2 separate regions of the Macaca mulatta genome follow, and region 1 is linked to region 2. The links are chromatin contacts, called in public Hi-C maps. All regions are on one chromosome and are shown on one strand. Each heading gives the region's core, a stretch centred on a gene start, on an enhancer-like site or on the middle of the called end of the contact. The rest is flanking DNA. Distances are from core to core; before and after follow the strand shown. Region 1 holds the start of ABCB10 (ATP binding cassette subfamily B member 10). Region 2 holds the start of URB2 (URB2 ribosome biogenesis homolog).

Region 1 (2,905 bases), core at 173-2,672, 64 kb after region 2:
TGGCACCATCTCAGCTCACTGCAACCTCCACCCCCCAGGTTCAAGCAATTCTCCTGCCTCAGCCTCCTGCGTAGCTGGGATTACAGGCGCACTCCACCACACCTGGCTAATTTTTGTATTTTTAGTAGAGACCGGGTTTCACCACGTTGGTCAGGCTGGTCTTGAACTCCTGACCTCGTGATCCGCCTGCCTTGGCTTCCCAAAATGTTGGGATTATAGGTGTGAGCCACTGTGTCCGGCTGCTACCTCCTTTTTGAGCCCAACTAAAGAAACATCAAGGATTGATACTCTCCAGTTGAAGAGAAAGTGACAACTTTAACCCAAATCTAATCTTCCTCTTACTTTCTCTTTCCCATTTTCCAGCTGCCAAACTAATGGCAGCTGCTGCAGTTTTTGTAAATAGTTTTCAGGGTTGGGATTAGAGCGAGAGAAGAGAGGCAGGATTGTGAAAGGTCAGGAGTGGATACTCAATTAAAATTTTTGATATTTTGTTCATTATGGATTTTTAAAATTAATTTTGAGTTTTAAAAATATTGCACGAAAATATTTATGCTGATTATTGAGGTTTTTTTGTTTTGTGAACCCATAAAATTTGCAATTGACAGTACCCTGTCCAGGTCCAGTAAAAATACCTAGGAGTCTACAAAAATCTACCCACGACTTACTGTGCCCCAGGTATATATCCCCCACCATGAAGTCTCCATAAAGTGTCCCAGTGAGTTTTAATGTTCTCTCCTATCTTTCCATGCACGTGTATTAAAATGCATTGCCTTCTGATTGGTGTTTTCCACTTCGAACAGCGGAAATGCCTCGACCACGTCTGTTTTCAAATTTCTGCTCTAGTTAAGAAACGATCTCTGGCCCGGAGCGGTGGCTCACGCCTGTAATCCCAGCACTTTGGGAGGCCGAGGCGGGCGGATCACCTGAAGTCAGGAGTTGGAGACGAGCCTGACCAACATGCCGTCTCTACTAAAAATACAACATCAGCCGGGGGTGGTGGCTCATGCCTGTAATCTCAGCCACTTGGGAGGCTGAGGCGGGAGAATCACTTCAACCTGGGAGGCGGAGGTTGCAGTGAGCCGAGATCGCGCCACTGCACTCCAGCCTAAGACACAGAGCAAGACTCCGTCTCAAGAAAAAAAAGAAAAGAAAAGAAAAGAAACGATCTCCTCCCTTCTGAAAGTTATATACATTTCACTATTCGCCAACCACCTCCTCCACGCCGTCCAGAGCTGAGCTGACACGCAGCGAAGTCCTCTCAGTGGTCCCTCCGCACCTCAGCCCTGTGCTTGGCAGCGAGACTGGTGACAGGGCCGCCCCAGCATGGGTCTCCCGGGCCGCGGACCCGCCCCACGCCGTGTCCAGCGCGCTGTCCTCCCGCCCCATCCTTGTGCCGGGCATCGTGTAGTCGCGTCTGCGCGCTCCGCCGGTCTGCCGGCGTGAGAAAGAGCTCGTGCGGCCCCGGAGTTCAGACCAGAGGGGACGGCGAAGCGCGAAAAAAATTCCCTGCGGCCAGTACGCAGGCGCAGCCGTGCTCCTGGGCTTCCCGGGCCTCGTCCCAGTCGGCGCGCCCGGCGCTACTCCGCCAGCGGACAGTTGGGGGCGCTGCAGGGAGGGCACCCGAGCGGGTTGGGGGCGCTTGGAAGGGTGGCTTGCATGGTCCGGGTAGCTGCAGTCCTCGGGGTGGGGCGGAGGGGCGCAGCACCGCGCGGACGAGGATGGGGCGGGGGCGGGCGCAGCCCAGGGATGCAGGCACGATAAGGCGAGTGACAGCCAGCAGGGAGGGGCGGGCGCCACTGCGTCCACGCCCTTTGCTCGGGGCCGGTCCGGGAGGGTCCTCGGCCTCTGCGCGCGCCTGGCCCGCGGGCTGAGGCGTACGGGTCGCACGCAGCGCCATGCGCGGCCCCCCTGCTTGGCCGCTGCGGCTGCTCGCGCCCCCGGGCCCAGCCGAGCCAGGTCGGCTCCTGCCGGTAGCCTGCGTGTGGGCCCCGGCCATCCGCTCCCCTGGATCCCTATCGCCGTTCACTGGCCTGAGGCCCACACGGCTATGGGGCGCGGGGCCGGGGCTGCTCGGGGGCGTTGGAGCCGCGCGCCGCTGGAGGAGCGGCTGCCGGAACGGGGGTCCGGGCTACTCGGGGGGCGGCCTGGGCCTCGCGCGGCTCATGGGGCTGTGGGCTCGGGCCCCTGGCAGCTGCATGTGCGGGGCTTTTGCTGGGCTGGGCGCTCCTCGGCTCCCGCGCGCCGGGTTCCCGGGCGGTCCGGCAGCCGCTGCCTGGGCAGGGGACGAGGCCTGGCGGCGCGGGCAAGCGGCGCCTCCTGGGGACAACGGGCGGCTGCGCCCCCGGTCACCCGAACTCCCGGAAGCCCGGAAGCTCCTGGGGCTGGCGTACCCTGAGCGCCGGAGGCTGGCAGGTAGGGCCCTCCCCGACCACTTCCCTCCTCCGGGCCGCTCCTTCTCCACGCGCGGGATCCCGGGGCGCCGAGAGGGACACGGCCGGGCCGCAGAGCGCCTGTCACCGCCGCCTCTCCTGGGCCACTCCTAACCCCAGAGGAGGGAGGGGATAGCTCTCCTCGGAGTAGCGTTGTCAAGATTTCGCCTTAGCTGGGGACTCGTTGGCAGATTTTACACTTTTTTTCTTGTTGACACACATTGTATATGTCCTTATTGGAATCTTTGGGTCTGTTCCGTCACCAACTTAGTGGGAGCATCTGTTTTGGCTTAGGCAGCAAAATGAGCTGGAGGTTTTTCCTTGGAAAAAAAATAAATTGTAGCCAAAAATATGCCTATTTTGTTATTAGGCATTTATACTTTTTTTTTAACAAAAAAAAAAAAAAATTATTTGCTTTAAGCGAGTCTGTCAAGCAGTCACCAATGCTTTCACAACGGAAAGCAGAACTTTCACAC
Region 2 (3,054 bases), core at 158-2,657:
ACATAAGCAATATCTGGAGAAAGTAATGTGTCTCCAAGTGAAAAAGAAATCCCCAAAGGAATACTGTTATTTCAGCTGCAACAGTAACCTTCCGCTAAGACTTTTATTCAGTCACGTATAAATTTACAACGCACATACACACTTCAAAAAACATACAAGAGATACTTGCACAAGGAAAAGACTAAAAATAGAAAACAAAAAACCGTTAGGTCTCGGGGATAGCAAACATACCAAACACCTACAGTTACTATAATACTGGTAAACTTGGCTTTGAGTTTCCTAAAAGTTACAGAGAAAAGGAACGTTAAGACGTTTTCATTTTAGAAATTAAATTATCCTTCACTCTACTGCAGAGAACAAGAACCATCAAGTGCTGTCAGTTTTCCTATTTTGTCAAAATGTCCAAAACGAATTCAACGATGCCTGACTTCTAAGTTCAATACCATAGACCGCCACCGCGACAGCTACAAAGTGCATAACAGGTGTTTGCTGAACTGGCTACAAAGACAACCGAGATGCTCTCCCCAGCTCCGCCAAAGTTCGGCTCTCCGGGCCTGCAACCGCCCTTACCGGGCAATGCGAAGTCCAGGGCGGACAGCACAGCCCTGCCAGCACTCCCTGCCCAGCAGAAAGACACCAAGCAACAAGAACCAGGGGAGAGCAGCTAGATGCCCGGAGGGAGTTTGCCTTCGCGAATGGAGCGTGCCCAGTCGGCTCTCGCCCAGAGTCTGCTGGCGGCACCGGAACTGGGCAGGGTTGGGGGACCCCCATCCCGGGCCCGGCCTCAGGTAGGGAGCTCTCCTCAGGACCAGCCCCGGGTTGGGGACTCACATCGGAACCTGGCTGCAGGTAGGAGCTCACCGCGGATAGGGACTCACCTCGGGACCCGGGACCGGTAGGGGGCTGACCTCGAGACAGCTCCGGGTAGACGGCGGAGGACGGCGGCAGCGGCGGCGGCGGCTGCTGTCCCGGTCCCGCAACCCCACCACGTGGGACCGGGCCCCGCGCTCCTTCCGCCCGACGCCGGCGGCGCAGCGGGGAGGGGCGGCACGCACGCCAGGCGTCGCCAGCCGAGCGCCGAGGCGCCTCGCCCATTGGAGGAGACGGTTGCGCGTTGGAGGCCCGAGCGGCCCAGCCCGCGGCCCGCTCCGTGTCAGTCAGTCATGGAGCGGCCGCCCAGAGCGGCGGCGGGGGCGGCGGGGCGCGGGGCGCGGGGGCCCAGCTGAGCCGACCATCGGAGCGAGACCCTGCGGCAGAGACGACGGAGGCGGAAGCAACCCGATCCCGGAGGCGGCGGCGGCGGGGGGAGCCGGAGCCGCCTGGGATGTTCAGTGAGTGCTGGGCGCACGGGCGGGGAGGGCCGGGAGGGTCGCGAGGCGCGCGCGCGCGCGCGCGCGGGCGGGCGGGCGGGGGCCGGGGCGGTGGGGCCTCGGCTGGGCGCGCCTTGGCTCCCGCCGGCGGGCGGTGGGGGTGGGGCGCGGGAGGCGGGGCGGGGGGGCGGTGAGCGGCTCTGCGCGGGCGCGGCGGCCGCGCCTCCGCCCTCGGCCTCCCGAGTCGCGGGCTGCGGCCGGCGGCGTGGCCTGCAGTCGGCGGCTACACCTGGACGGGCGTCGCGTTCCTGCGCAGGGGTGGGTCCTGCGGCTTGGATGCCGGGCTCGGGGAGGAGGTGGCGGGCGCCCGCGGGGAAGGTATCCCAGTTCCCGACAGCCAGGCAGGGAGCACGGCTCCACAGCTCCTTTGCACGTAGGGGAAAAGGAAATGTCTTTGCGGCGAAGTCGGGATTCAACTTTGCACATGGTGATCGTGCGTGGGTGGGTGTGGAGTCGATCTCCGCGTGTGACACGGGGGAGCCAGAGTTAGACTAGCTGCTGCAGGAGAGTGCCGAGCTGCAAAGTGTCTCTCGGGGCTCTTAGCCTCATGACAGCAAGGTAAGGTTGGTGCGCCCATGGCGTGGGACGGGTTCACCATCCAGCTCGCGAAGCTGCCAGGCTTTTGAAAATGTATTCGATAAGGCGTTGGTCCGAAGTGAGTGGATGGTTAGAAACAGTGGTGTCATTTTAGACTTAGCGGAAGTGGAGTGCAGGAACGCTACATGCAGTTCTCCCATCAGTTGTGAAAGTCGTTGTAATGTGGATCTCGCAGTCTTTGTGGTTCTGGGATCAGAAGGTGAGTGCCAGTCCCATGCGGTGTCTGTCTTAAATTACTGCACCTAAACCGACCTTGCAGATTGAAATCTCGGAATGGTGACTCCTGCTAACAAGCAGTTGGGAGCTGTGCTGAGAGGAACAGTAAGGGCGGAGCATGTCTTACATTAGGCGATTCAAGTGTGCCAACACCTGAGTTGGGGATGTAGGAGAGGACACGGAGGCTGCTCCCCAGTTCCTGATCACAGCTCTACTTGGAAGTGGGAGTAGGAAAGGGAGTTTTGTGCCTAATAGGTTAAATGCATCTGGCCACATCTTTAAACTTTGGAACAGCATAATGTAGTGGATAGAGCTTGGTGACAGTAGACCTAGGATGGAAACCATGTAGCCATCTGCGTAACCTCTCTGAACTGTAGTTTCCTCATCTATAAAATGCAATGATGAGGAATAACTTAAACGTGGAATTTTTTTTTTTTTTTTAAGAGACAGGGTGTGTCTGTGTTGCCCAGGCCTGGGCTCAAGCAATCCTCCCGCCTCAGCCTCCCAAAAAACAACCTTTTTAAAGGTACCCAGAAAAAGAATGATGTATATGAAAATGGCTAAATGTTAGCTATTATGATTTCCTTTTTGCCAGATACCTTCTAGGTTCCCTGTAGTCCTAAGTTTTTTGCGTTAAATGGAATACATGCTAATTTTTTAATGAATCGTAAATCCGTCCTGCCTTAAAAATCAGTGTTAAGCTAGAAAATTAAAAGATGGGGTTGTTTTGAGTATTTTTCTTTGTCATCAACAGATTAGATAAGTGTATCTTGGAATAGTTTTGTTGCTCCTGCCTCTAAATGTGAGGCTTATGTGAGCTTCTGTCACTGTGAAACTAGGTAAAGGCCTCACTTAACTACTCAGTAACTGG

The links. A called contact is a pair of places that touch in the nucleus more often than the background predicts.
Region 1: a contact with region 2 is called in a Hi-C map of cortical neurons, with 7 times the contacts expected there. The contact joins the promoter of ABCB10 here to the promoter of URB2 in region 2. A contact is called at or near these places in 4 of 14 Hi-C or Micro-C datasets (CD4 T cells, cortical neurons, fetal cortex germinal zone and 1 more).

Annotation. Positions count from the first base shown.
Region 1 is chr1:19,484,532-19,487,436 of T2T-MMU8v2.0, forward strand. ABCB10 (ATP binding cassette subfamily B member 10) reads left to right here and starts at 1,423. Exons shown (of 13, transcript XM_001082734.5): 1 at 1,423-2,412. The coding sequence starts at 1,896.
Region 2 is chr1:19,420,583-19,423,636 of T2T-MMU8v2.0, forward strand. It overlaps URB2 (URB2 ribosome biogenesis homolog), which reads right to left and starts at 1,408. Exons shown (of 10, transcript XM_001083545.5): 1 at 879-1,408. TAF5L (TATA-box binding protein associated factor 5 like) reads left to right here and starts at 1,278. Exons shown (of 5, transcript NM_001257498.1): 1 at 1,278-1,331.